Regions from separate parts of the Mus musculus genome. Here all the other regions are linked to region 1. The links are chromatin contacts, called in public HiCAR-type, HiChIP or PLAC-seq and promoter capture Hi-C maps. All regions are on one chromosome and are shown on one strand. Each heading gives the region's core, a stretch centred on a gene start, on an enhancer-like site or on the middle of the called end of the contact. The rest is flanking DNA. Distances are from core to core; before and after follow the strand shown. Region 1 holds the start of Parva (parvin, alpha). Region 2 overlaps Tead1 (TEA domain family member 1). Region 3 overlaps Tead1 (TEA domain family member 1). Region 4 overlaps Tead1 (TEA domain family member 1). Region 5 overlaps Tead1 (TEA domain family member 1). Region 6 overlaps Tead1 (TEA domain family member 1). Region 7 overlaps Tead1 (TEA domain family member 1).

Region 1 (3,731 bases), core at 742-3,241:
TGCAATGCCTGTAATACTAAGTACTATCTGTTGTTATTATTACCATTATTGTGTGTGCATGATGCATGTATGTGGGTATTCTGGCACAGGTCAGAGGTCAACTTTGTGGAGTCAGCTCTTTTCTTCTACCTTACATAGGATCTAAATCCCCAGTCTGGAGTGGCACGTGCCTTTACCCACTTAGCCATCTCAGCCATGTTAACCTCTTACTGTGCCTAACATACAGGTTAAACTTTACCATATACATGTCCAGGGAAAAGCACACTATATCAGGCTCAGAAGAGCTCATAGTATTGGCCATTCGATGAGCATCCTGGAGTCATTCTGTTAGAAATAAGGGGGGACTAGGTACAACAACCACTTGGGGGTGAGGTGATTTTTAGATTCATGCCACAATCTAGACAACAGACACTTAGCTCATGCACTGAGTTTGCTAATTAAACACCAAAGTGCTTTCCATACTTCAGGAGACTAAGAACATGAGACATTTCCTAGTTCATCACCTCAGACCTACTAAAGTAAACTCCTGAAATGATCTGGAGACTTGGGCTAGAAACACCGTGTCGGTAAAACACTTGCTTAACATCAGAGTCCCTAAGATCAACCCCCAGTACCACAGAAAAGAACAATCAATTAACACCAAGCTGGGCAGGCCTGTAATCCCAAATACTTTGGAAGCCGAGGCAGGAGGACCACAAAGTTCTGCCTGGGCTACACAAGACTAAGCACAAGGCTAAAGAGTCTCAAAAGAGAAAGAATAAGACCGCGGTGCTCACGCAGTAGACCTAAGGCCCTCTAAATCCAATCCCAGCCATGCCAAAGAGGAAAACATTTTAAACCCCTTTTTATTCACACACCTATCGCCACATTGATTTTTAGAATCATCACTGCATTTCCTACGCCCAAATGTGAGTTGTAAATTCTGCCTACGGGGGAAAAAGTACTTTCCACAGAAACTATTCTGGAAACAAAAAATGAGATTGCTGCAATTCACTGTGGTGGGAAAAAGAAATCTTTTCTTTTTCTTTAAATAAAACTTGGAATGGAATGTCCAGGTTCACAGCAGGGTCACAGTCCTTAGGTGTAGTGAGTTTATCTCACCATTCCTCAATCCCCCCCCCCCCAACTTCGGCACGTTCTTCTCTCAGTCAGTCAACTAACATTTTATACAGATCATCAAAGTCCACACAAGTCCAGGGAGCCCGCGAGAGATCCAAGGAGGCCATTGCAGCTGCAGCAAAAGACCTGAAGGCGCCCAGGAAACGACGGCGCAACAGACCAATGAAGGCTGAGAGCGGGGAATGACGGCGCCCGAGAAAACTTTCCAGCAGAAACTTGGCAAATGCCAGTCCTCGGGCGCGCAGAGGGCGGGGACAGCGGCCTAGGGGAGAGCACAGGGGACCGGCTGGGCCTGGGCTCTGGGACAACAGCCACCCAAAGCCTGGGCTCCGCCTGTGGACCAGAGATGACACCGACCCGGTTAGGGCTTTGGAGGCGACATGGGGACACTGAGAGGCGCGCCCAGGCACTGCCAGGGGGGTCTCCCACTTCCAGGCTCCCGATCCCTGCAGCGCCCACGGCCTCGGCTGTTCCTACCTTCTTTGGCTTTCTTCCTCCGGGCCAGCGTCCCTCCGAGTTTCCCCAAGAACGAGTCATCCTTCTTGCGGGACGGAGGCGACTTGGGAGTGGGTGATTTGGGGACCAAGGGCGACTTCTGTGGGGATGTGGCCATGGCGGCTGGACGCGGAGCTGGAGCTGGGCGGCCGCGGCGGGCGGCGGCGGGACTGAGGCTGCGGCTTTCCAAACGGAAGCGGAATTATTCCAGGCATTTGAGGCAGCTCGCTCGCCTTTCCCGTCCCTCGCTCCCTCCCTCGCGCCGCCCTCCGCCCTGCGAGGAGCTGCTGCGCCTGGGGCCCCCGTGCCCAGGGCTGCCCTGGCTACGAGGATGCCCTGGCTTGCCGCTTGCTGGGGGCTATAGACGCAGGGGCAAGTGCATGCTAGGGGGACGTGAGGTCTTATCTGGAGCTTGGAAGCCTTCACTTCTCTGCTTTGCATACACACACACACACACACACACACACACACACACACACACACACGCGTCAGAATCCGCAGGGAATCAGCCCTGTGACCCTATTTCCCAGCTGCTGCGGTCTCTTGCTCTACCTCCTGCATGGATGGGTTCCTATACTGTTAGTACTTTTGTCTCACAAAGAAGTCAAGGATCTAAAATGGGCTCTGGTCCCAACAGACTTCCCGTTCAACTTCTGCATGAATCTGCGGACTTCCACCTTCTCCTGTCCACACTCAAACAAAGCTGGAAGTCCACGACGGCAGACGCTCATCTATCTAGCCAAGAGCAATAGAATTAGTTCCAGACTCTCTTGACCTGACGCTGGAGTCACACCAGGCAGTTTTAAAGATTCATGCTGGAGATGTTTAGGAGTCCTGCGTACTTTTACTGTGCTTCTTCGTCCTAAGTTGTGGCTTGACCATCTCTTTCCCATTCTTTCAGGATACCTTGGTCATACACCAGCGGGAAGAGTTACATAACTGTTTCCACAGCTCTTTCCGTGATGGGGCATAAACAAATATCTATGTCTCCTTCCCAGAGCACCACCACCAAATTACCTTTTCCCTGAAATCAAGCTTGGGATCCAATGAGTTTATCAGACTTACAGAGCCTGGGGAAGGAGTCACCTACAGGAATGTGGGCGGGCCCCAAAGCAGCTGCACTACTGCAAATTTCTACCCCAGGGCGGATGACTTCCCCTAACTGTCTAAATGGAATCCCCTTCAGCTAATCTTCAACAGACTACTACTCTAACACCTCCAGTGACCACGTGGAATTAGGACAGAATGACCTAGTAGGGTTACAAGAGGGAGTGGCCAGAATTGAGATGAAAATTCAGTGACTGTCCCTGCTCCATCCTTCTATAAGGGAACATCAATAAACAGGGTCGGTCTCTAGGTCAGGAGTCGAGTGGGAAGGGAGGTCGCAAGTTCTCACATCTGCTTAGATGAAGATGGTGGCTGTCTTGCTCTGAGGAGGGCTTTCCACATGTACACTACACACACTGATGGAATCTGACTGAACCTCTGACTCAGAGGGAGCAAGATTTTGAACTGAGCTGGAGAAATCGGTCCAGCAGTTGGGCACTAGGTTGTGATCTAGTGCCCAGCTAGGCAGCAGTGTCTGTTCTCAGCCAGAGGCACGTGTTGATGAGTGACATGCATGTTGGTGATGAGAATGTGTGTCTTAACTTCCTTCCTATTGTTCTGATAAATCCCAGAACCGGAAGCAACCTAGAGAGGAGAGGGTTTATTTTACCTGTAAGGTAGCAGTCCATCACGGAGGGAAGTCAAGGCAGGAGTCTGGAGGCAGAAATCGGAAGCAGAGACCATGGAGAAATACTGCTTACTGCCTTGCCTCTCCTGGATTCCTCAGTTTGCTTTATTATACAACACAGGACCACCTGCCCAGGGGTGGCACCATGCATAGTGAGCTGGGCCCTTCCATAGCAATCATTAATCAAGAAGATGCCTCTCGGACTTGCCAATAGGCCAAGCTGATAGGGGGCATTTCTCAATTGTGGTCTCTTCTTCTCAGATGTCTCTAGCTTGTGCCTGGTAGACCAAAACTAAGCAACATAAAATACACTAGGAGGGACATGGGGATATAGGGCAGTATCTGGTGTGTGTGTGTGTTATGTGTCACGTGTGACACTCCA
Region 2 (3,731 bases), core at 912-3,411, 470 kb before region 1:
TCCACATAGCAGGTAAGGGGTTCTCTGGATAAACACTCAGGCTCCGCATTCTAGCAAAGCAGAAATGTGGCCGCCTTCAGAGGCTGTAGGACCACGGGGCGCCCTTGCCAGCCCCTCAGGAGAACTGCGCTCACTGCAGTTTACTTTGGCATCCCGACCTTCAAGTTTACTCGAGAACTATTTTCTTCTTTAAAAAGCCCTATAGAACCCATTACCGAATATTTTATGAACATATTTTGAGGATGAAAACTTCTGACTCTGGCCACTGATAGAGCATCATGGTATCAGAACTTGTTGAGCACCAGATACCCAAGCATCCTTGCTGAAAATATGGCTTCCTCCCCACCCACCTTTGCACTGTCCCTAAAAAGCCTCAGCACAGGCTCTAAGCATAACGCCAACCAGAGAGAGACAAACATTACCAATAATATGGTGAAGTTTTCCAAAACACTGTTCATCATATATTTCTCTGGTAGGTGTTTGAGCTTGTGGATGAAGTTGATCATATATTCACACATTGGCGAGCGGTTTATTCGGTACACGAATCGACCATTCTCGAACCTCGCATACTCCGTCTGTGAGGAGAAAGAGGGTTGAGTATTTTTCTAGTTCCAAACAGAGAACGGCTGCTTTTGAAAGCATGAACTTTTCAACATGAATCATCTATTGATAAGCTCTGTCATTTCTGCCAATTACCAAATCAAAACCAAACCCTACCTCTAAATCTACAGCCAGGCACAGAATCTATTATTTATTATTCTGCAAGTTTAAACAATGTTGTAAAGGGTGATCTTTAAAGCATTTGATAAATCCTTCCAGTAAACATGTGTGTGTGTTGAAACAGAAGGGGGTGCTGAGCACAGTGAGTGGAGGCCACAGAGTGACCACTATACCTTAATACACAGAGAACTCAAAAACCTTAAGGGAGGAACCACTGCGGTTAAACTGGAGAATCTGCCATGTTGGATTCTGAAGACAGGTCTTCTTTCAAGACAGATCTCTCTATGCCGCCCTTGACAGCCTAGAACTAGCTACTTAGACTAGGCTGGCCTTGACTTACTGGGACTAAAGACACGCACCACCCGTGCACAGGTCTGTAGAAAGACCTTTGGTATAGATCTTTAAATCAGGTTCCCAAACCCAAAGCCCAACTATTCTAGAAACTAGACTCTAGAAATATGAATCCAATGCAAATCATAAAATATTCAGAATTCAACAAGGAGCAAACAGATAAGATAAAAACCACACAATTCTATCAAAATATAAGACAGAAATACAAATAAATTTATATTAATAACATATCATTTTAAATATAACTATAGTGTTTACACCATCTATTTTTCTTTACATTAAATAAAGTGCACATCCTTTGGAAATAGGAAGGCTGGCCCCTAGCTTAGCAAAGACAGAAAAAGAATAGTAAGAACAACTTGTAGCATCTGACCCCAGAACCTAGTTATAAAATCAGAGCCCAGAAGCTCCAAGGATTAACTGGAATGTTACAGAGAAAATTCAGCTGGAAAAACTAACTACTTAACAAGTATATCTATTTGCACTTGTACTTTGTACATAGTGCATGTATGTCACTGCATGTGTGTGGAGGCAGGATTTGGTTCTTTCTCTCCTTTCCACCATGTGGGCACCAGAAATTGAACTCAGAATATTAGGCTTATCAGCAAGTACCTTACCCGCTGAGCCATCCTGCAGTCCCCGCCCTCCCCCCATCCCTCTTTTAATCCTAACTTTGTGCTCCTGCTAGTTTGTCAGGGCAGCCAAACCCCACACTCCAATTTAAACTATCCTTAGTGCTCAGGATTCCCAACTGATGTCTCTTAAGTCTACTCTAGTATCTCTAATTATCCCCTATTTGTCCCTTGGAAAGGTACTGTTGGTTACTGCTGCTGGCAGGCATAAAGAGTGTGACCTCTGGCTCTCCCTCCTCTTTAAGCTTTAATATGCAGTTACTAAATTCTATTTAAAACCTCTTACTGGAGTCCCTCGGAAGCCATTTCAGGAGAGCGCATGACCCCTGTTAAATTCACCATCAACTCAACCCACCCGTATCCTTCCTGCCATTTTAACTTCAGTCTTGCATGGCTGTGCTCAGGAGGCTGCAAGGCAGCCTGCACCCCCAGAGCTCTGCCTAAGCTCTTAAACCCTCCCTTTCCTGCCGGGCATGCTCTAGGCTTGACTGGGAAGGTGGAGTCTCGCCACAGGCAAGTTAGGTTCCTGGACAGAGAGTCCAGAACTGCAGCAAATAAAACCTCATTCTTCAGGTGGTGGCAGTGAGGCAGAAGACACTGGAGAATCAGGCAGGTGACCAGACTGCCACCTACAAAAGCAACTAACCCTGTTAAGACAAACAGGTTTGTAAGACTTTGCAAGCTGAATGTGGGTATTTCCTAACACAGGATGGAATGCCTTGCTTTTCTGTTATCTGTTGTGAGACAGGACTCTAGTGAGTAGCCCAGGCTGGCCTAGAACTCAGGAGGCTCCTGTCTCACCCTCCCAAGTGCTGGGACTACAGGCATAGACTGAAATTTAAACTAGAAACAGTTAAAATGAAAACAGTAAAAACAAAATAAAACAAAATAAAAACCAACCAACCAAAAAAACAAAAATCCCTACCTACCCCGCCCCCCCAAAAGCAACAGTATCAAACACAAGGTATCAGGTTTCAGAAAGGGGGGGGGGTTACTGCTACCTGTATCATTACCCACAATGCCTGCGGCTAGGAAGTGGAGAAGCATCCTGGTCCAGAAGCCCTGCCAGAACCCCTAGGGGGGCTCTCACCAGAGAGACCAGTACTGGCCAGCTGGGCGGGCCTTCCCTCAGAGGCGGCTAGGCTAGCACAGAGCATCCAGCCTGAACTCAGCGGCTGCCCAAGCACTTTTACCTTTACCTTTATGATCTTTACCATGCAACCAGGAAAAGGTATACATGGGGGAGACAGGAGGCCTGCCAAGGCCCTTGCCAACTGCAGAGCCACAGGCTACCCAGACGACTTTCTCAACTAGGCCAACTTACCTCTACTTTTTCTACTACTTGTTTCCCAAAGGAGCACACTTTGGTGGAACAGGTAACTGTCATGTTCTCAGAACTCTCATACTGACTGCTCACACCATAAAAGGCCCCGGCGTCGTCTTGGATATTGCAGTTTAAGTCCGCCTGTAGGAAGGAAGCAGGGGCAGGTTATTTTCTCATCCTAGGCTCACTGTGGCAAAGGGCCAGGTTGGTAAGCCATCGAGCAGCTAAGCAGTGGGGAAGAGAGAGCTGCCTCTCTACCAATACCAGCTTGATGGGAAGCCACTTCCTTCCCGGGAGGGGCTCCAGTTGCTAGGTAGCCAAAGATGACTTTAAACTCCAGTCTCCACCTCTTAAGTTCTTACAGGAATGTGCTACCTACCATATTCAGTTCCCAGATCCCAAGGGTTGAACCCAGCCAGGGCCTCATGCATGCTAGACAAGCACCGTACCCACTGAGCCCTGCGGTGGTTGGTACACACCTGGGAAGTCTTCCCTTGAGAGACATGCTACCAGGAAGCATTCAGCCTGACTTGCTTGCATTCAGAACTGAAACAGGTATGTACCCTTGTAATGAAAATTCTAAAGTTTCTAAAATGTACAGAAAGTAGAGCTTGAAATAACTGTGCACTCTGCCAATCTCGCGAGAGACTCAAAAACAAAACAAAAATGAATGAACAATGAAAACACAAGTCCCTGCAGCTGAC
Region 3 (3,731 bases), core at 432-2,931, 440 kb before region 1:
AAGGAAACAAAAGTATGATTTTCAGGATGTCTACTTCGGTTGACTACAAGCCCCTGGGCTGCAAAGAAGCATGGGTCACGCTGTAAAACTCTCCTGTGGCTTAAGACAGCTCACAGCAGTTAGGGTAACCGTGTACATGTGAGACTCCCAACACAGGCAGGATCTCTTGGGATCTGGAGTTTCTCAGCTCCTCTTTCTACCTCTGTGACCCTAGTCTGTCGTCACTGTCACTACGAGCCTGAAAGGTTGAATGAAAATCCTGAGAGTCACAGACAGGAGGTGCTGGAGGGGTCAACAGTCCTCCTCACTGAAGCAAGGTTTCTGTCTTCCGGGTCCCTGCTCCATTTGATCTTCACTGCCTATGGAAACCATAGAGGAATGAAGAGACCTGGACGCTGGAGTTGGCTGAGTTCTCAGTCTGGATTTGCAGCTGATTCCATCCACTTTCTAGAAACTTCTTGGCTGGGGCTTTCTGCCTCTCTACCCCAGCTGCCTCCATTCTAAGGCAGTGCCTTCCCTGCATGAGAATCTAGTGACTAGTGAGAGAATGCACGGAAACTACATTATCAACTGGGCCTGTCCAAGAGTCTGTCATGGATACTCTTTATTCCATGACTGTAAAAGTCCCCGACTTGGGCTGGAGAGATGGCTCAGGGGGTAAGAGCACCCGACTGCTCTTGTGAAGGTCCTGAGTTCAAATCCCAGCAACCACATGGTGGTTCACAGCCACCCATAATGAGATCTGACGCCCTTTTCTGGTACGTCTGAAGACAGCTACAGTGTACTTTAAAAAAAAAAAAAAAGTCCCCGACTTGAGGAGAGACCATCGGTGCACTCCCTCAAACAGCTACGAAATGGAAAGAAAAGCTTAAAACAGAACTGCAGGGCGGGAAGTGCCAGGTTCATCGGGGTGATTCCCACTGTCATGAGGTTATTTACTGTCACTACTGGAGCTGAGGTGGGTTCATGACCAAGCTTCTGATTTCCGTTAGGATAGCAGACTCTAACCCAGGAGGCTCCTTTTGAGGAAGCATAAAAGGCCTGTCCTCCAAAATGAGATGGAGCAGCTGGGGATGTACCCAGTTTGAGACAGTAGATCTCAATGGCTAGCGGGGCTTCAAGGTTTTCCTTTCTCTCCCCAACCCTTTTTCTTTCCTCAATAGGACTGATGATCTATCTTATTTAGGGAATTCCAATGTGACCGCTTCATTTTTGAAAGAAGAAAGAGAGGCAGGGAAGGAGGAAGGGAAGGGGAGGGGAGGGGAGGGGAGGGGAGGGGAGGGGAGGAGAGGGGAGGGGAGGGGAGGGGAGGGGAGGGGAAAACTACAAATAACCCTCTGTGCCCTGGGATAGAGCTGAGAGCTGCACTACAGCAAACCACCTGAAGGTGGCGATATTTTCCTAAACTTCTCCCAAAAATTTCAAGTATTTGAAGAACTTAGTAAAACCTTGAAAAATGACTGCTGTCAAATAATACCAAGAGAAAAATTATAATCCACTTAGGAATTTAAAGAAACCAAGACAAATAATTCATGTCGAAGGATACTAATGTCTAAGCTGAATCAGAGAGAGGACAAATCACCTGCCTTTGCTTCCTGTCACGATCCAGCCTGGACTGTCTGTCTGAACCTGAGGGTTCAGGGTGGCCTGGGCAGCCTTTGATGGCAGGGAGTGGGTGTGGAGTCAAGCCAAGAGAGTGACTTGCAGATTCAGCCAGGAGAGGATGGGGATTGCATGGGTCTCTATGAGGCTGCCAGAGAGAAGGTGAACCAGTTTCCTCCAGAGCTTAAACCCAACAAGCTGCTCGATCCCTTGTAGTTTCAGGGTGTTATACCGGGATGCCTCCTTCCTGCTTCCTCTTTCCACCCAGTGCAGCTGAAGAGACACCATGGCTGAATGAAGGGTAGGCACTGGGATGGCAAGCGGGAGGGAAGCTGACCCGCCAAGAAAAGCAGATGGAGCCTGGCTGGGTCTCTGTGAAATGTCTATAAAACCTGCATTTCCAGATGCTTTCAATTGCCTCTTCCCCAAAGGCTAATGAAGAAAGAGGGTGAGTTCCCAGACCAGCTCAGAGAATATAAACCACCCAGCAGACAGGCTGCAGCCATGGGAAGCTGTGTGCTGGTGTGGGACAACTTAGCATCCTTCACTATGGCGAGAGCTGAGGGATCACACCACGTCTGGCCATCATGCAGAGCCTTGGATGCCACCCCATCTCTCAGGTCCCCCTGGAAGACCACAGAGGAAAACCCAAGAGATCCACCCAGCCCGAGACAACCATCAAACCAAGCGGCAGCACCCTCCTGGAGGATCAGATATACTTTGGGATGAAGTATTCTAAGTGTCAAGGATGCTAAGAATGCACAGGTAGGAACCTTCTATGTATGAGCTGTGCGACCTGGTCTGTGTGCCATCTGAACACAAAAATGACACATATGGCTGGGTCTTCTCCAGGGGTCAATGTGAAGGTCAAGTGAAAGAGAGAGTTGCAACAGAATCTGAAAGGGATTGGCCCAGATGGCCACGCCCCTCAATGAGACAAGGTAAGTGCTCTAGCACCCCCTGCATAGCCTGAGGCCTGGAACCTTCAGCTGACTCAGTACCCATCCTCAACTCTACACCCTCCTCACACAAAGGCTCCTACATGCTGGTTTGCTTTTACTTGTTCAGATGACATTTCCAGAACCAGCCAACGTCAGAACTGCGGTCTGACAAAGGAATTTAACTGGATCTGGGAACTTAAGCTTTTGAAAGGAGCTATAAAGATAAGAAAATTAAATCATCTTTGGGCCTATGTTGGCCCGATTGCTTTACTGGAAGGACTCAGGTTATCTGATGGTACTTCTGTGGAACATCAGTAAGAGCTGGGTCAGAGGCCGAAGTCTCCTGAGAGGATTTGGGATCCCTTAGGCAAGGACAAATGACTCACACGAGCCCAGGATCCCCAGCTCCAGACTCTAGCCACCGAGAAACGAGGATCAGAATGCCGGCTCTGCAGGATCCCTAGCCTGGGCACCCTGCAGCAATTCTCCCCCCAACCCCCATCGCACCCCCTGTCCCCCACAGGCGGATCTGTGAATGGTCCATCCTCTCACTGAAAGGAGCTATGTGGGAGGGCACTGTCCACTTAGAGACCTCCCTAGATATTAGTAACTTACTCCTTGGATTTTCCCTGAAATGCCTCAAGCCATTGGCTTTTTAAACAGCCCATTCTTCCATCCATGTGTGAACTGCTTCAAGGTCTCCAAGGCTGGGTCCTAACAGCAATGCCAGTGTCTTGTTTAGTTTGAGGCCGACAGGAAACTGCGTTAGGAGCTTCCTCTCCTCCTTGATACGCTTCTGCATTCCATCAGCGTGCTCACCCGTTCCAGGTACCTGCTCCCTCTTGCAGGCTAATCCTCAAGGTTTTGTCCTCACTACCTACCATCTGGTCCTATTTCCTGTGATAGCATTTTAAGACCAGTTCAAAACACATTTTGGCATCACTCAATCTGCCTAAAGACAGCACCAAATTGTAATTAAGATAGCTACTCAGAGACCCTACATCAAAGCCGGGAAACAGGCTCACACTGCTGATAAGTCAAGGAATCCTATCTTTGTATGCAATACAGACGTCATTAAATCGAGGAGGAAGAGTTCAGGTAAGGACATTCTTTGTTTCTCTGGCTTCACAGAGCGCTCAGCTGCAAACTGGGGTCACTCAGCCTTTCTCCTGGAGGGCTCACATTTTC
Region 4 (3,731 bases), core at 625-3,124, 400 kb before region 1:
CGCTGAAGCACAGCCTGGGGACACAAGTGCTGGGATGCTGTCTCCCAAGGTCACCTGGCTCTGGGCCATGTGACCTGATGTTACTTCCAAGCCCTGTGAGGTCAAGCTAGAGAGAAACCAGTGGCTTGGAAAAAGTCCTTCGTGTTTAGACAGTGACTGATCACATTTAACCACATCACCTCTCTAGAAGGAATATGGAATTCGAGAGAGTCCATTGCTTTTATACCTATTATATTTCTAATTACCCAGGTACCACAGATATCCTCCCTACCTTGCAAAACAAAACAAAAACCTAGATGTGCACACCACCTTTGGCCTTACCCGCCACTTTCTGCACACACTTCCCTGACACACCCTTTTTCCTCAGCACCTGTTGGGAGCTGTTCCTTTTGGATAAAATGACTAGCCTTCACTCTTTCCTGCCTCTGTGGTCCACCCAAAACTGCTGAACAATAATGTCTAAGTTCCTAAGACACCACGGCCTAGGACATCATGACCACTAGAAGGACCTTTTGATCACCAGTTCCTGACTCTCTGGATACTGTACAAGAACTGCCTGGTGATATGGTATACGGATTTGCCCAATTTCCTTGACAAATTCTGGGCTTCATGAAAGCAGGGGCCATATTCTGATTCCAGAGACTACTGTCTTCCTGGCTCACAGCACCTCAGGAGAGGCTACGATCGGCCGCCATACTGATGCTGGTTTCCATCTCTTCCTGTAACACTTTTACTCTGAAGAGCAGCACGGTGGGGCAGAAGAAGCAGTCATCTGATGTGTTCTCTCCACGGGGAACATGAAAGAGCTCCATGCTGGCAGAAGAAGGAAAAGCCAGGGCTCCCGTCCTTAAGGTACAACAGGATCTGGGTGGAAAGACTGTGGAATACTGAACTACCTGTGACTTTCCCTCCCCTCTGAGCGGCAGGTGAGACAAAGGACCAGAGGTAGGATGAGTGTAATAAACTCAGAAAACTAAGAACCTTGTATCTTCAGAATCCATTCACCCATCCGCCATCCATCCACCCACCCACCCACCTACCCATCCATCCGGCCGACACAGGGCCTCCCCACGATGCCTAGGCTGGTGTTGAAAATTGTCTATGAAGTTATCTCTCAGTCTTAAGCCTGGAGTAGTTGGCTGAGAGGCTTGTATTGGGACACCTGGCTTTCCTTTTTTTTTTAAAATTCTGGTGGCCTTCATAGCTTTTAGAAGTAGCATCTGCCCCAATCCACCTGACAAAAAGGTAAGTTGGCCTTTGAGAAAATACTTTCCAGGAAACATCTTTTCTTCACAACAGGTCAAACAGGTAAGAATCAACTCACTAACTCAGGGCCATATGCTGGGTATCCATAATGTTTTCTAAAGATAGAAGGACTATACATCTGCTAGCTCACCCACTACACTCAAGAGCCCATGCGTCATAGCCTTATATGGCTCTAGCCTTGAATTCTGCTTTGTAAAGATATCTCAAAGTGAAATTATCCAGCAAACCCTCGTGTGGATAGAAGGTTCCACAAGTCAACAACCGCTTAAGCAGTTTAAACCAACAAGCAAGATGCCTTCTATTTAAATGCTATGAGCGAATCTATTTTAAGCCTTTAAAAATCCTCCGGGCAGGTGTTTAAGCTGTGTACTGACTGCGCCTGTGGAAGCTCTGGGGTGGGGGATGGCAGGCTCTACTCTCCACGCAGGCAGCGTTTTGTTCAGACAATCTTCCTGCTGCAGGTCATGTGACAAAGGGCAAATAAACAGCATCTGGGGATTTTCAATTACAGACCTTCGCCCAGCATGCCTGCACTGTAATCTCTACCAGATGAGGCCCAGGCCTCCCTATTTTCAATAATTCACACACTGTGTACACAGAACATGACAATAAGGGCATTCATGGTGCGGCCTGATTCGCAGATCAAAGCTAGCAGAGGGCCAGGAGGGCCAGCTGTAAGCAGGCTCGGCTGCTGGATGCTTCGTGCTTTTCACAGGCTTGGAAAGGCTCTCCCCGGGACCTGGCAAGCCGGCCTCTTTCCTGAGTTGTATTGCTGAGCAAACTCTGAACTGGAATGGGGTGCCCTCGGGGACTGCGAGAGAGGCAGCCAATCCATGTGTATTTGGGAATGCTGGGAAAGCCACACAGCTCTGAGCCACTCCAAGAGCTGCCTCCTGGCTGGTGCACGATCAGGGTAAGAGTTCCTAGGACGGGTGGTACCTAAAAATATTCGGTCTAAAAACACTGTATGATACCTGGACAGCCTAAACCAGGCACTGTGTCTTCCCATTTAACCTGCAAGGCCACCCTGAGGACAGGTGACAAAGAGTCTTATTTTAAAAGTGCGTCATAGAACCTCAGGTGTGGGAAATCTAAGATAAGACATTCATTGTTACTAGTGATAGCTCTACAGTTAATTAACTCAATTCACTCACACGTGGTGACCAGTGTGCATTTAGCCACTGTGTATTGCGCACATGCACACACCTTGATGTCTAAACGCACAGGCTTCTCAAATCCTAAACATTCCAGATCCTGCAGAGGAGACTCTAGTAGGGACAGGACTTCCTCCTCCCGAGATTTCACACTATTCACTGAGGGCAGGAACCAGGAGAAAGCCATAATGGTGACTTCCTCTTTGCAAACACACGCTGCTCACCAGCTGTGACTGTAAGTCCTTCCCCCTTTTCTCTCTCATTCAGAATGGTTTCCTCCTAATCACAATAATTCTGAAAGTGCTAAAACATATCAATCGTTGGCTAAGCCTCGCCTACAAAGGGGCCAGCCGGCTGGCTTTTATGGCCTTGTCCGCAGCAGCTGATACTTCATTCAGCGACAAATCCAATTTGGCAGTTACAAGAGGGTTAGCATCCCTGAAAAACTATTGGGGTTGATCTGGCGCTCTGAGTAGACACATGCTCCCTCCCGGACATGCTGCTCTGCGGGTTTGTCTGCGGCCATACTTGGGTGTCTAGAAACAATAGTCTTTCTTGCACCCCCAAACACAACCCCTACGCCTGTACAATCTGATGGTGGTAGTGGTGACAGAGGAGGCAGCAGCCAGGCTAAGTGTTGGTGCAAAGTGACTAGTGGGCTTTATGGATGGACTCACTGACAAGGGAAAGTAGTAGTCACTCTACTTGTCACAGATTCCTAATACTGGGCAAAAGGAGATTGCTCTTAAATCTTTGTGTTTTAGGCCAGCTCTAAAGATGAGAAAATGTTAAGATTTTTTACCATTTGAATAAAATCTGCTTTGTAATAAGGACTCAGAACTAACCGAATCTGAAATTAAACTGCTCTTTCAAACATCAAATCGTGCCCCATGAGGGAGAGCAAGAGATTGACAGAAAGAATATTCATTTTTAAACGTTTACGTTCTTTCTAGCTTACTAAAGTTCAAGAGTCTCCAGAGAAAATAACTTAAATAATTCAGTCATAAAAAGAACCCCCATCCACCACCAAGATGTCATTTTTAAGCCACAAGGTAATTTATAAAGATAAAAAGGAAGTGATGTAACAGGAACTGGGGCTGGTTAGTCCTTAATATTAGGCTTTGTAGGCAATAGTTGGTTATTTATCCCAGCTACAGTTCTAATGACATTTAAAAAAAAAAAAAAAAGTGAGCCACAGGGACATCTGGTTTAAAAACATAAAATTTTTTCCGTGCCATAAAAGAGACACATGCAATTGTGGCTGGCGAGTTATCAGTGATGGAATATTCCATACATGGAGTTTTCATTTCA
Region 5 (3,731 bases), core at 789-3,288, 360 kb before region 1:
GTTGCAGGATGAGCAATAACAGAAAACTTACCATAAAGAGGGAATGTGAACAACATTAGAAAACCTTTCAGGAAGGGGGGGCGGGGGAGAGAAAGCAGCCTCCAGACTCGGGGCCAGGTGGGCAAGGACAGCAGTTTTCTGCCAAGCTGAAAAATATAGGTAAAAAGATTAGGCCTACGCAACTTTTGTTTGCTACACATCCAGCACCCAGGATGGCCCTGGTCAGAAGGCTGCTTGGCTCCTGGCTACCGTGGTGTTTTTTCTTTCTTGACAATTCACTTCCCCAATAGGCATGGTGCCAACTCAAATGAGACTCAGAGCACTGAAAAGCCCTTCAGGTAAACAGTGTGATAAGCTAAACTGAAAAACTAGACAATGTTTTTGGACTATGAGGTAGTTGCTATGGAGACAGTTGCTAATTAACTGCTTTCAAGCAGGAGAACAAAGGGCTCAGGGCAGGCAGGCCTCTGTATCTCCTAGCTAGCAATGCATGGAGCTTGCGCAACAGCACGTCGCTCATATCTGGAATACCTGAGACCCGGCTGGTCGGCTAGATGCCTGGGGAATTGACAAAAGTACATTTTCTTCATCTTGACCTGGATTAACGGCACCTGGCCACCAGTACCTGTCAGGGAAGCAAGCTACACAGTAAAATGGCAGATTGCAGAGTAGCAACAAAAAGCCTGGCCCTTTCCTGAACAGTTATCTCCATTGCTGAGTGGAGACAATGGGGAATGGTTTGGATGGAGGGCTGAGCAGAAGAACTTTTTTTGTTTGGGGTCCTGGGGTTATACCCAGAGCTTTGCACATACATGCTAAGCATGCATTCTATCATGGAGATAAATGCAAGAGAATGAGTAATTTGTATGTAGGCGTGTGTTTCTAATATGCATGCATGAGGCCACAAATCTACAGGAGGTGCTTTCCGCCTTATTTTTTGAGACAGGGTCTTTTATTGAATATGGACCACACTAATAGGCCTGACTGTCTGGCCTGAGAGCTACCGAATCCACCTGTCTCTACACCCCAGCACTGGTGTTCCCATGCTTGTACAGCAAGCACTTAACGCCCTGAGGCAGCATCTCAGCGTGCCTGCACCCCAATCTGTAAATGATAAGTTCAACTTTTCATGCTTTACTACAGACCCCCCCCCAAAAAAAGTTATTTCAAAACAAAGGCATAATCTCTCCTCTTTTGGGATTCAAGTTCCCTATGGAAAACGATGTCTGGATATAGCTCAAGACCCAACAATAAAACCTATAATCACACCATACTCTTTGGCTCCAACATTATGCAATAATAACTAACTCAATAAACATGCACAAGAGTGCAACTGAAATGTGTCTATCTATCGCGGGCTCTTTCCTCCTCGGTCGCCATCCCAAGCTGACTGGGCTGATCCTGAGGCGGCAATGCTATTCTGAAGGGCTGGCCCCAGAGCTACAGTCCTTTACCAACATCAACACTGAAGCAGCATTAGCTGCTAGTGACAACCTCGTCTTGGAAAGACTCTGATGCCTCCACTGAGACCCAAGTTGTTTGTGCCAGGTTACATGAAACATATCTGCATTAAATAAATGTCCAGTAAGCTTTGCCTCCGAGAACACATCAAACACTCCTCTTCACTCTTAAGAATTTCAGATCAATTCGACCTGGAGCATCTACCTTCATTACCAGAGGCAGAATAGGGATTAAGCAGGCCATGATTCTCAGAGACACAATAAGAGAATTCTCAGCTGGATTCTGGGGTGTTCATAAACAACCTTAGAAAAGGCTGATGGTTTTCTGGCATGGCTGACATCCAGCAAAGTGCACGAGCTGTCAAAGCAGACATGCTGGATCACACCCAGGTCCTTGCGGCATGGTCTTTTGCAATACTGGCCCCTTTGAGCTCTGGCTTTCCCATTTGCAAAAGATACCAGTTTCAGAGCTACTGAGCTAGCTGGCCGCTTGCTCCAGTCCCTAGTCTATAGCAAGCAGTCAAGAGACCACAGCTGTTTACCACAGCCTCCATTTATTAACTGCTTTCCTTTACAATGGCATAAAGCTGCTGGAGACTTTAATTCCCCAGGAAAAGGAAATAGGGATTTTTCAATAGGGACACGTGACTCTCTCTGCCCACAATACAAACGACCGTGTCCAATGCCCATGGTTTGAACGGTGGGCACTGGACCTGTCACACTTGGGCTTGGTTGCTGGTATGAACTGGGTCTGTTCTTGTGAAAACAAGGAGTTAACTTGTTCTGCAGCAGGCAGTTTTTAAATAAGGCTTGCAGCCCAAGCCCCTCCCTACCTGGGTTAAATTTCATCAGCCAGTGCCCAGGGGCATCTCACCTCATCTCATTTCAATCTGTTTCCTCCACTCCTTCCAGACTGTCCCCATCCATCCATCCATCCATCCATCCATCCACACATTCAACAGAACTTACCAGCCATGAAAGTTGTGGCAGACATGGTACGCTAATGCAGGGAACACAAAAACCCGACCCCAACTCACAAGAGATTCAAAGGCCAGCGTCAGTGTCCTGACATAGGACCCTTAAAACTCGATGAAAAGGAGCTGGTAAGATAGCTCAGTGGTGAAGGCTCTTGTCAAGCCTGACAACTGATCTCAATCTCCCAAAGCCGGAGAGAGAACTGACTCCCACAAGCCACCCTCCACCCACGCGCTGTGGTGGGCGCTCTCCCCGCCCCCACCCCCCGAGAGAACAAGCGCTGTGGGGGGCGCTCTCCCCGCCCCCACCCCCCAAGAGAACAAGTAACTGGGAAAAGTCAGGCACGGTTGTGCATACCCGTAACCTGGGAGGCTGAAGCAGGAGGATTAAGAGTTTAAAGCCAGCCGGGCGTGGTGGCACATGCCTTTAATCCCAGCACTCAGGAGGCGGAGGCAGGTGGATTTCTGAGTTCGAGGCCAGCCTGGTCTACAAAGTGAGTTCCAGGACAGCCAGGGCTACAAAGAGAAACCCTGTCTTGAAAAACCAAAAGAGTTTAAAGCCAGCCTAGACTGCCTACTGACCTGAGCTACTTAAGACTTAGTGAGACTCACTTCCTAAGAAGAGCACGTGCTCAGAGGTGGAGACCAAGTTTTCCTAGAGGAGAAAACCAGGGTTGTTGGGGCACTCTTACTTTTGGTACCACCATGCACATCCACCCTGAAACTTGTATCCCAACCTGCAAATACAAGAGGGACCAGTATGGGGGAAAGGCAGGAAAGCTGGAGAACAGGCAATATATTAGGCTCTGTTATTCTCCACTCCCTCTGACACCTAATTCCTTGGCTTGGCTGTCTCCCACCACCCACCTCTGCTGGTATGAGAACTGTTCCCGTTCAAAAGCTTGTTCATCTGCCCGTCTGTCCAAAGTGCCCATGGAGATGCCATCGCTACACATGTGAAGAATCTACGCTGAAATAACTGAAGTCTGAGATCACAAACAGAGAGAGCAGTGACCCTAGCTGGAAAGGCAGGCTCTGACTCCTCACATCGACACGGATGACTGCAGACCTTTCTGGGCAGAGATGCCTGGCTCAGGAGGGAGAAAAATGATCCCCTACACTCCAGCCACAAATCACCCACTGACCATCTATCTCCTCTGAAAACCAAAACCAGCTCTCAACCTGAAGAGCTTCCCTATCGATGACCACCATGGGTGACTCTCCTGGGGCTTCCCAGGTCACACAGTTCAAGAAAACCCTAGGAAAAGATTTTTTTAAAAAATCAAATTAGGTCTAA
Region 6 (3,731 bases), core at 880-3,379, 340 kb before region 1:
ATCTAGAAATATGCCTTCACCATCTCTGGCCAGGAAGAGGTCTATAATCCAAAGAAAATCATTAAGTGATTCTTTCCCCAAAATTCAGAGTGAGAGCAGGTAATTGCCTGTCTCTCATTCTCACTTGCTAACTCACCTACTCTCAAATGGAAATTCCCCATCATTTTCTCTCCCCCCCCCCCCCAACTGGTGTATCTCTAGAACAAAATATACTTCCACTGCATGCTTAGTTGTAATTGACCAGCCTGGTTGTAAATGTCTATTTCACAGCTTCTTTGCTGGGTGACCTTGAAAAAAATAACTTGACCTTGCTAGTGACCTCAAGCTTCCTCAGCTGCAAAATGGAGAGGCCTAGAGTTTGTCATTGGCTTGTTAGGAGGACTAAGCAAGACAACACCATTCTAAGGCAATTCAAACAGGTCATCCATTTTCCTTACTCCCCATGTTTCTCCACTCATGGTCAGAGCACACTGCCGTCCTCAGTGACATCTACATCTGAGTCTGCTGGATCCTGGTTGTCCATTGTCACGGCAAAGACATTAAGAAGTAGAAGAACTTGAGAATGACTTAGCTTTTTCTTTATCCTTTTCTTCCCTCATCACTTCCTAAGCCACACACATTGGAAATAAATTTCCGCATGCCTGCCCCCAACCCCCCCCCATTACTTCCCAATCATAATACTGATGACACCAGCTAGTCTCACAGGAACCAAGCTGGGTCAAAATCCCCTATTACTCATCTAGAACTCACCCTGGCTCCCTCCCCTTGTGTCCCTATTCAAATCAGAATGCCTCCCTAATACTTCGATGAAGAATTGCCAACACTAGCTGCAAAACAAAACAAAACAAATAAAACAAACAAAAAACAACAGGAGCTCCTCTGCCCTCATATATGCAACAAAATAAGCAAATGTTTTTTTCTTCTCTTCCCCTTTCCCAGCATTTCTTCCCATGGAAGAAGTTCTCAGAGCATAAGCATCAAGCATTGAAGATACTTACTTCAGTGTGTCTGACCCTACAACAAGACTACAGGAAACAGAGAGTCCCGGTTTCCTGCTTGTTCCACGGTAAAGCTCTGTGTTTAGTCTAACCAATCAGCATGAAACAGCAGGTCAAAAAAAAAAGGTCAAAGATTCCATACGATGCCCAAATGAAGAACTAGCAAGAGTTATGTTCAACTCAGGCCTGGAGAGCCACTTTCCAGTGACCAGTGACTAGTTTACTGGAGTCATTTATATGCAAGGGACTCTGGGAGCTCCACAGACTCAGTCTTCTTCATCCCAAAAATGAACCACGAGAGTTGTTTTCCTGTGGAAGCACAGACAGCCCTGTTTCTCCTTAAATGGTTCTCAGGGCTGGGCAGCACCTGGGGTCTAACAGCATCCTCCCCCTGCCACCAAGACGTTTGATTGGCACATAGTTGTGTGCCCTCTCCTGCTGATATCCCGACTCACTAAGCAAGTCCCTTCCTCTTGAACACCAACCAGGCCAGCAGGCAATCCCATAGCATGTGTGTGACTGGCAAGGCATAGGTCAGGAATGGGGTAGAGGCACACATACATCTTCCCTGACTTCCTGAACTAGCTTGCTCTCCAGGACTGACCAGTAGTAGGTCTAGCATCCCAACAAGAAACAATGCCCCCCTCCCCCAGTAGATCACTTAACAGAATCCTTGGTCTTGCATACATGAAATCCTGGGCTCAATCCCCAGCACCACAGGAAAAATTAACCAAACACAACTGGAGGTAGGGTACCCTGCTTGCCACCCAGCTCTTCTCAAGAAGAAGGGTACAGGCATCTGGGCTCAGGAGAAGCCACTGCCTACCAATGGCTGTGCCCAGTCAGCCTGCAGCGACCTAGGACACTAGAACCTTCCAGACGTCTTTCTGGCCAGCACTAGGGCCAGCCTTGTGATCTGGACCCTCCCTGCTGTGCTCTCTTCCTGCCAGCAGCAGGCCAGGTGTCCTGGACTTTGGTAGCCAAGAACAGGCTTCAAAAGGCTAAGTGGAAGGTGACCATCTTCAAAGCGTCCTCAGACTTCCCAGAAATCTTTGGCAGGCAGCCCTGACCTCAGGTCAGTGGCCAGCAAGTGAACTTGTGACAGCTCTGTGAGGGCAGGGACATGACTGTGTCTGTCTGGTCCCCAGCTCTCATCCTGGCAATCCCAAGCATGAGGCTGGCATACAGCTTGGCGCTCAACAGTGATTTGCTGGGTTGATGTGCAATGGCCTCTACCAAGGAAGGACAGAAAGCACAGTGGGGGTGGCCCTGGCTTTGGAGTTAGACAGACCTAGACCTTCACCTTCCAGCCATCTTATTCTCAGACTTATGCTGTCCCTCTCATCCAACCCCTTTACCATAGCACCTCAGAGAGCTCTCGGGAATGTCAGCTGCATATAACATACAGAGCCTTTAGTCAGCAAAGGCAGACACACTCCTGCTTTGTTCTCAGTTCACAAACACTTACTTAGCACCCAACTGTATGCAAGATGCTATTCAAACACAGTGGGCAACCCCACATAATAATGACTTCAGTTAATTTTTGTGACAATCCTCTGAAGTTGGGTCTATTTAGCACCCTCCTTTGCGCTTCAGGCTTTGAAACACAAGAGAACTAAGGCAACTTGCCCAAAGCCTGAGACCTAAAAGTGCCAGGCCAGGATTCATATTAATTACACAGTCTAAACTGCTAAGTGCTGCACCTGTCTGCCTCTAGGGCACACAATCACTGCAAACTGGTTTCTGTCCCAACTCTTGAAGGATTCCAAGGACATGTGACCACACTGCCAGACTGTGTCTTCAGTTACAGAGGGAACAGACGCAGGTATTCCCATAGATCACAGTTTGGGTTATTTTTGTTTGTTTGGGGGTAAAGTCTTGTTTTCAGCTGTGGTGTACTCCCCTAAAATCCAGCTTCAGAAAAGCATGCTCCTTAAACACTTCCCTCCCATCCCTCCTCCCTCTCTACCTCCCAGAAAAAGAAACACACAGCTATGCAAAAATGGGCTAAGGAATGAAAGAGGAAAGAGGAAGGCCTGTGCATCTTAAGAGCAAAGTCAGAGGCAGCAGCCAAGAGCAAGCATTGTACATCAGGGAACACAGAAAATGTCCAGGCACACAGAGGCAGGCAGGCGGACGGCTACACAGTCTCAGCTGCCCAACGTCCAAGGTAACAGAAAATTAAGCCATTTCTCTTCCAAGGGACAAAAGCTTATCATAAACAACTCTCCGTTTACTCTCCTGCCAACCATGATGAAAATCTCATTACCAAAATAAATCACTTGACCTTGCCTCTTCCAGTGTTTCGAGACTAGTGACAACCCAGAGAACTCAGAAATGCTCAGAGATGGAGGAATGAAATCCTCAAGGAAGACTCGCCAGGTGTTTCACTGGGCTATGACTTTGACTGACTTCACAGAGAATCCATTTTCAAAGGTCTTAGAGAAAAGGGATGCTCTCGGGGACCGCTGACTACTGGTCGAACATTAAGATTCGTTTATGTGCTAGCAAAAGCTTGATCACGAAGGGTGACCCTGGCCTTACATGGGCTCACATGACTCTGTCTCCGACTGGCTGAGGTAGCACTAAGGAGAGTCAACTTTCTCTGACAAAGTTAAAGCAGATCCCCTAAAGGGAGGCCCAGTCTCCAATTCAACTAGCCCAGGAACTACCACACTTCCCTCCAAGATAGCCTGAGGCATTCTATCTTATGCCACAAGACAGGGAGCCAAG
Region 7 (3,731 bases), core at 467-2,966, 320 kb before region 1:
GTCAAACTCTGGAGTGACAAATTCTGGGCTCTAGCTAGCCCTGTGCCACAGGGGCCTCAAAGGCTAGGAACAGAAACTGTTCATAGAGCAGGCCAGAAAACATGGACTGTGCAGACAATTCCAGAAGGAGTGTGTGTGTGTTTTATGCACATGTCTTAAGTGTACACATGTGCCTTTGGAAATGTATATGCACAAATGTGTATCTGTTTAGAGGGGAAAAGGATAAGATTATTTTATCAATGTGAAGCCAGTTTTTAAATCAAAAGCATTTTCAGTGTGGTCTGAGACCAGGAAAACTCCTACATTGTCTCAGGAATAACAATGGGGTGTATTTCTTAAGCATTCCAAATTTACAAATGCATGAGAGAGACAACTTGGGGAGACAGTTTACACAGGTGGCTTGTTTGAACAGCCAAAGGTGTGAACTAATTTTGCTGGGGGAAGGGGCAGTTACTCAGCTCCAATAACTGCTCACCCAACTTTGTCTTCATTGTTCCAGCATATTCCCCTGGTCCCTAAAGAGAGTTTGAGAGTGACAGTGTGGTGACTCAAGCCTCACCTCTCTAGGGTGCTATGCTAGAAGGCCAGCAAAGGCAACTAAAGCATGAGCTAACCAAAAACACAGCAGAGAGTGACTATTGTCTCTCTCTGTGACAATGAATTACTCAGTGAACACATAGTCTATGTGAACTTTTAATTCTGCACTTAACAACTAACTGTCCTCTAGCTTTTTCTTCAAAGTTAAAATATTATCACCATGGTAAAGAATAAGTGAGATGGCATAAATAAACAATCCTATCATAAGGATTATTATAAATCCTTAATAAATTGTACGTCTCTGCCATCAACAGGCAGCTGTGCACTGCTTTAGCTTGATGCATACAGACTAGTGTGAACACACTTTTTTCTTTTTAGAGACTCAGTTTATAGCACTGCAGGACCTGGAGTGGGCTATGCTGACCATCCTGGCTTCAAACTCAGAGATCTGCCTGCCTCTGCCCCCTCAGTGCTGGGATTACAGGTGTGAGCCACCCACCTGAGTGTTCATGCATCTTGACTTTGCTGCAGGATTCTCAAGCAACTACTGAATAAACGCATATAACAATATTTGATAATTACAGCTTAAATATGTGTCACCTCTGTATAACCAATTTTCAGAGGCAGGAACTATTTTCCATTCAGTTTTGCACCCCTCCTAGCACCTAACACAATTCAGTAAATAACCATCCAATTTATTTAAACATCAGGCATTAATTCTTTTTTATGACTTTTAAGAAACCAAGCCAGGCTTGGTGGTACTAGCTTGTAATCCTAGAACTCAAGAGGAAGAGGCTGGACTGCACTTCCCGGCCTGCTTGGGCTGAACACTGAGACAAGGAGTAGGGGGTAGGGGGTAGAGGGTGGGGGTGAGGTGGGAGGGGCAGGGGAGTATGTGGTGCACACAAAATCTCTCCTCACCAAACAAATTTCAAGGATTGATTCAGGCATACCCTACCTAGACTAGACCCACAGAACAAAAGCAGTAACTTGCTGACTTAAAAATATTCCTCATTTCCCCAAACCCCAACTGTATTCAATAACTAATCCTTCCAGTCTTGGCTTCAAGGCTGAGCCCCCACCTCCTATCCCAGTAGGGCCCCGCTAAGCAGTGATCTGAAGTCCTCGCTAGTGACCCGGCCCCTCCCCCAAGGCAGCTGCTCTGCCTGGGTGACTGCAACAGCACGGACCCAAGCACCATTTTCAACTCAGTCTGAGTCCCGAGGCCAGGGGGCTGCTCTAAGTATCAGGTTACTACAAAAATAACAGCAGGCCAGTCGACACCCCTGCCAAGTGCGGGAGGGAAGTGTTCAGGAGGTGAGAAAGGAGCCGGGGAGGAAAGGAGGCAGGCGTTAGAGTGAGTGTAGGAAAGAATCCCCACGGTGAGAGAGAGACTGCAGAATTCCTACCTGCCTTCTCCACATCTCCACTGTGGACCTCACAATCTCTAACTCCCTCCCTCAGAAGCCAGAGGAACTCCATCTCTGTGATACTTGACCATTTGGAAGGTGCTTTTGAAAACTGTTTCAGGGGCAAGCTGGAGAGACGGTTTTCTTTCAACAGCATACATGAAAGTCAGATTTGAGTCAAAGGTTTGTACAAGGATTGCCAACTCTACAAATCCCTGATGCTGCTCAGCTTTAATGTAATGTTCTCAAAACCAAATTCCAGCACCACAAAGCTAATTAGGTCTGCAGGAGGAGAGGCAGGCCTTCAAGAAAGAAAATGCTAGTAAAAAGGCATTTATTCGCTGTTCTGTTCCTTTCTAAAATGAATTCAAAGTTCACTCCCGTGCCGCTGCCCTCGTGCGCACAGGTGCACAGCCAGCTTGATGTGGTCTGGCCCAGCCTGGCCATTTCAAATAAAGTGAACTTCAATCACTCCTCAGAGTTCGCACATTATTGATTCTCCATCCATCACTCTTTCATCTCAGTTTGCTCCCCACACGGCCTCTTTAATTGGCTCCTGGAAACTGTTTTATAAGTGGGTGGGTGTGGACCCAGCACCAAGTCTCTCCTTTGGACCAGGCAGGTAACCCTCAAGACCAGGCCATCCATTGGGCAGATTAAGTCTACCACTGAAACCCCACAAGTGGGAAAGAAACTGGGAATACCAGGAAGGCTGAGCTAACTCCAATAAGCATGGGAGACTCCCAAAATGGGGGCGTGAACAGATCACACTCTCAGTGTCTAAGATTTTAAAAAAAGGAACCCTAAGTTTTGGATTTCGTTTTTGGGTTTAGCTTTCTTCATATTCTTGGGGTCCTCATGCAGCTTAGGAGAGCCTTTGGTTGTACATATTATGTAGTCAAGACTGGCCTTGAACTCCTGGTTACTAAGTCTCTACCTTCTGAGTACTGGGATCATGAGCATGTACTGCCTGGCTCCAAGATTTCCTTTTAACTTTTGATGGGGGGAAGGACCCCCAAAAGTCACATGGCTTTGTAGCTGGTTTATGTTTTATGTTAAAACAAAGGGATAACGAGTATTCTACAACACAGCAATATTCTAAATAAGGAACTACTGGAAATGCTCAAAATAAGAAAGATTATTTTTTATAAAGAATATTTTAGTACAAGCAAGCCACAACAGCAGTAGACATGCAGACAGGCAGAAATGATGGGATTTCTGGTTTTGGCTTTTTTCTTTTCTTTTTTTCTTAGCTTGTAAGATACAGCCCCTCTCCCGGTTAAATCAGTGAGGTGCTCCAGAGGACCCATTAGCAACAATTCCATTCTACAACCCAAGCCTAGTTCCCTAACACAGGATCCCATCTACCTGCCCCCACAGTCACAATCAAGACACTCCATGCGGAGCTCTGCACACCATGCATATATCAACCAGCTCGAAGTTCTGTAAGAATCCTGGTGTTTACCATAAAAGCTCTCATTATTATCCCCGCTCTCTTTGCTTGGTCAGTGTGCCTGGCCACTTACAGGAGGATGAGAAAAATACACAGGCTCAACTCATCTTTGCCCGGCCGCGTCTCCCAGGGAGCCGCTGATGTCTCTGCAGCACAATGCCAGTGCACTGGCTGGCTGGGTTTAAAATTAGCTGAGCCCTGGAGGGCCATGGGTAACCTTCTGACAAGGTTAGCCGGAGAGCTGAGCACGGCTCAGAGAGGGACATTAATAAGAAGCCAAGTGGGGCCTTTCAACAAGCCCATTAGGGCCTCTCGGAAGCCTGCGTCTGGGA

What was found. Promoter capture Hi-C pulls out the DNA fragments that hold promoters and counts their contacts. HiChIP or PLAC-seq counts read pairs in DNA pulled down with a chosen protein or histone mark. HiCAR-type assays count read pairs that join an accessible place to other places.
Region 2: a promoter capture Hi-C map of embryonic stem cells shows a contact between it and region 1, with 5 times the contacts expected there. The contact joins the enhancer-like site here to the promoter of Parva in region 1. A contact is called at or near these places in 12 of 39 promoter capture datasets (the HPC-7 cell line, HPC-7-derived erythroid cells, cranial neural crest and 7 more), 14 of 115 datasets of contacts at active chromatin or transcription factors (craniofacial prominence, embryonic basal ganglia, embryonic forebrain and 9 more) and 1 of 9 other capture datasets (pancreatic islet).
Region 3: a contact with region 1 is called in a CTCF HiChIP or PLAC-seq map of the NIH/3T3 cell line, with 8 read pairs. The contact joins the enhancer-like site here to the promoter of Parva in region 1. A contact is called at or near these places in 18 of 39 promoter capture datasets (the 3T3-L1 cell line, 3T3-L1-derived adipocytes, the C10 cell line and 12 more), 2 of 15 datasets of contacts at CTCF or cohesin (the NIH/3T3 cell line and large pre-B cells), 22 of 115 datasets of contacts at active chromatin or transcription factors (the NIH/3T3 cell line, cardiomyocytes, craniofacial prominence and 16 more) and 3 of 9 other capture datasets (adipose tissue, liver and pancreatic islet).
Region 4: a HiCAR-type map of kidney shows a contact between it and region 1, with 3 times the contacts expected there. The contact joins the enhancer-like site here to the promoter of Parva in region 1. A contact is called at or near these places in 8 of 39 promoter capture datasets (the 3T3-L1 cell line, the C10 cell line, cranial neural crest and 5 more), 1 of 484 Hi-C or Micro-C datasets (uterus), 21 of 115 datasets of contacts at active chromatin or transcription factors (cardiomyocytes, craniofacial prominence, embryonic basal ganglia and 13 more) and 4 of 9 other capture datasets (adipose tissue, embryonic stem cells, liver and 1 more).
Region 5: a promoter capture Hi-C map of liver shows a contact between it and region 1, with 4 times the contacts expected there. The contact joins the enhancer-like site here to the promoter of Parva in region 1. A contact is called at or near these places in 11 of 39 promoter capture datasets (the 3T3-L1 cell line, cranial neural crest, embryonic stem cells and 4 more), 1 of 15 datasets of contacts at CTCF or cohesin (large pre-B cells), 13 of 115 datasets of contacts at active chromatin or transcription factors (cardiomyocytes, differentiating embryonic stem cells, embryonic basal ganglia and 9 more) and 4 of 9 other capture datasets (adipose tissue, embryonic stem cells, liver and 1 more).
Region 6: a contact with region 1 is called in a promoter capture Hi-C map of liver, with 2.5 times the contacts expected there. The contact joins the enhancer-like site here to the promoter of Parva in region 1. A contact is called at or near these places in 8 of 39 promoter capture datasets (the 3T3-L1 cell line, the HPC-7 cell line, cranial neural crest and 4 more), 9 of 115 datasets of contacts at active chromatin or transcription factors (cardiomyocytes, craniofacial prominence, differentiating embryonic stem cells and 6 more) and 1 of 9 other capture datasets (adipose tissue).
Region 7: an H3K4me3 HiChIP or PLAC-seq map of neural tube shows a contact between it and region 1, with 4 times the contacts expected there. The contact joins the enhancer-like site here to the promoter of Parva in region 1. A contact is called at or near these places in 3 of 39 promoter capture datasets (cranial neural crest, frontonasal cranial neural crest and liver), 9 of 115 datasets of contacts at active chromatin or transcription factors (cardiomyocytes, craniofacial prominence, embryonic limb bud and 4 more) and 2 of 9 other capture datasets (adipose tissue and embryonic stem cells).

What each region holds. Positions count from the first base shown.
Region 1 is chr7:112,425,966-112,429,696 of GRCm38.p6, reverse strand. Parva (parvin, alpha) reads right to left here and starts at 1,991. Exons shown (of 13, transcript NM_020606.5): 1 at 1,597-1,991. The coding sequence starts at 1,732.
Region 2 is chr7:112,891,156-112,894,886 of GRCm38.p6, reverse strand. Tead1 (TEA domain family member 1) reads right to left here. Exons shown (of 13, transcript NM_009346.4): 11 at 3,028-3,168; 12 at 423-575. Among named protein-coding and RNA genes, the nearest start is that of Rassf10, 61 kb to the left of the region's middle. Within about 2 kb of position 2,161, at least 11 of the 459 cell types and tissues checked have an H3K27ac peak or open chromatin away from gene starts, as enhancers often do. A contact at or near this core is called in embryonic stem cells and stem cell-derived epiblast-like cells, where this site is marked.
Region 3 is chr7:112,866,896-112,870,626 of GRCm38.p6, reverse strand. The region is part of intron 9 of Tead1 (TEA domain family member 1); the gene reads right to left. Among named protein-coding and RNA genes, the nearest start is that of Rassf10, 85 kb to the left of the region's middle. Within about 2 kb of position 1,681, at least 59 of the 459 cell types and tissues checked have an H3K27ac peak or open chromatin away from gene starts, as enhancers often do. A contact at or near this core is called in the NIH/3T3 cell line, embryonic limb bud, embryonic stem cells and 5 more, where this site is marked.
Region 4 is chr7:112,824,549-112,828,279 of GRCm38.p6, reverse strand. All of the region lies in intron 2 of Tead1 (TEA domain family member 1), which reads right to left. Among named protein-coding and RNA genes, the nearest start is that of Rassf10, 130 kb to the left of the region's middle. Within about 2 kb of position 1,874, at least 183 of the 459 cell types and tissues checked have an H3K27ac peak or open chromatin away from gene starts, as enhancers often do. A contact at or near this core is called in adipose tissue, craniofacial prominence, embryonic basal ganglia and 12 more, where this site is marked.
Region 5 is chr7:112,785,183-112,788,913 of GRCm38.p6, reverse strand. All of the region lies in intron 2 of Tead1 (TEA domain family member 1), which reads right to left. Among named protein-coding and RNA genes, the nearest start is that of Tead1, 110 kb to the right of the region's middle. Within about 2 kb of position 2,038, at least 22 of the 459 cell types and tissues checked have an H3K27ac peak or open chromatin away from gene starts, as enhancers often do. A contact at or near this core is called in adipose tissue and liver, where this site is marked.
Region 6 is chr7:112,762,044-112,765,774 of GRCm38.p6, reverse strand. The region is part of intron 2 of Tead1 (TEA domain family member 1); the gene reads right to left. Among named protein-coding and RNA genes, the nearest start is that of Tead1, 85 kb to the right of the region's middle. Within about 2 kb of position 2,129, at least 36 of the 459 cell types and tissues checked have an H3K27ac peak or open chromatin away from gene starts, as enhancers often do. A contact at or near this core is called in liver and stem cell-derived neural progenitor cells, where this site is marked.
Region 7 is chr7:112,741,871-112,745,601 of GRCm38.p6, reverse strand. The region is part of intron 1 of Tead1 (TEA domain family member 1); the gene reads right to left. Among named protein-coding and RNA genes, the nearest start is that of Tead1, 64 kb to the right of the region's middle. Within about 2 kb of position 1,716, at least 114 of the 459 cell types and tissues checked have an H3K27ac peak or open chromatin away from gene starts, as enhancers often do. A contact at or near this core is called in craniofacial prominence, embryonic limb bud, neural tube and 1 more, where this site is marked.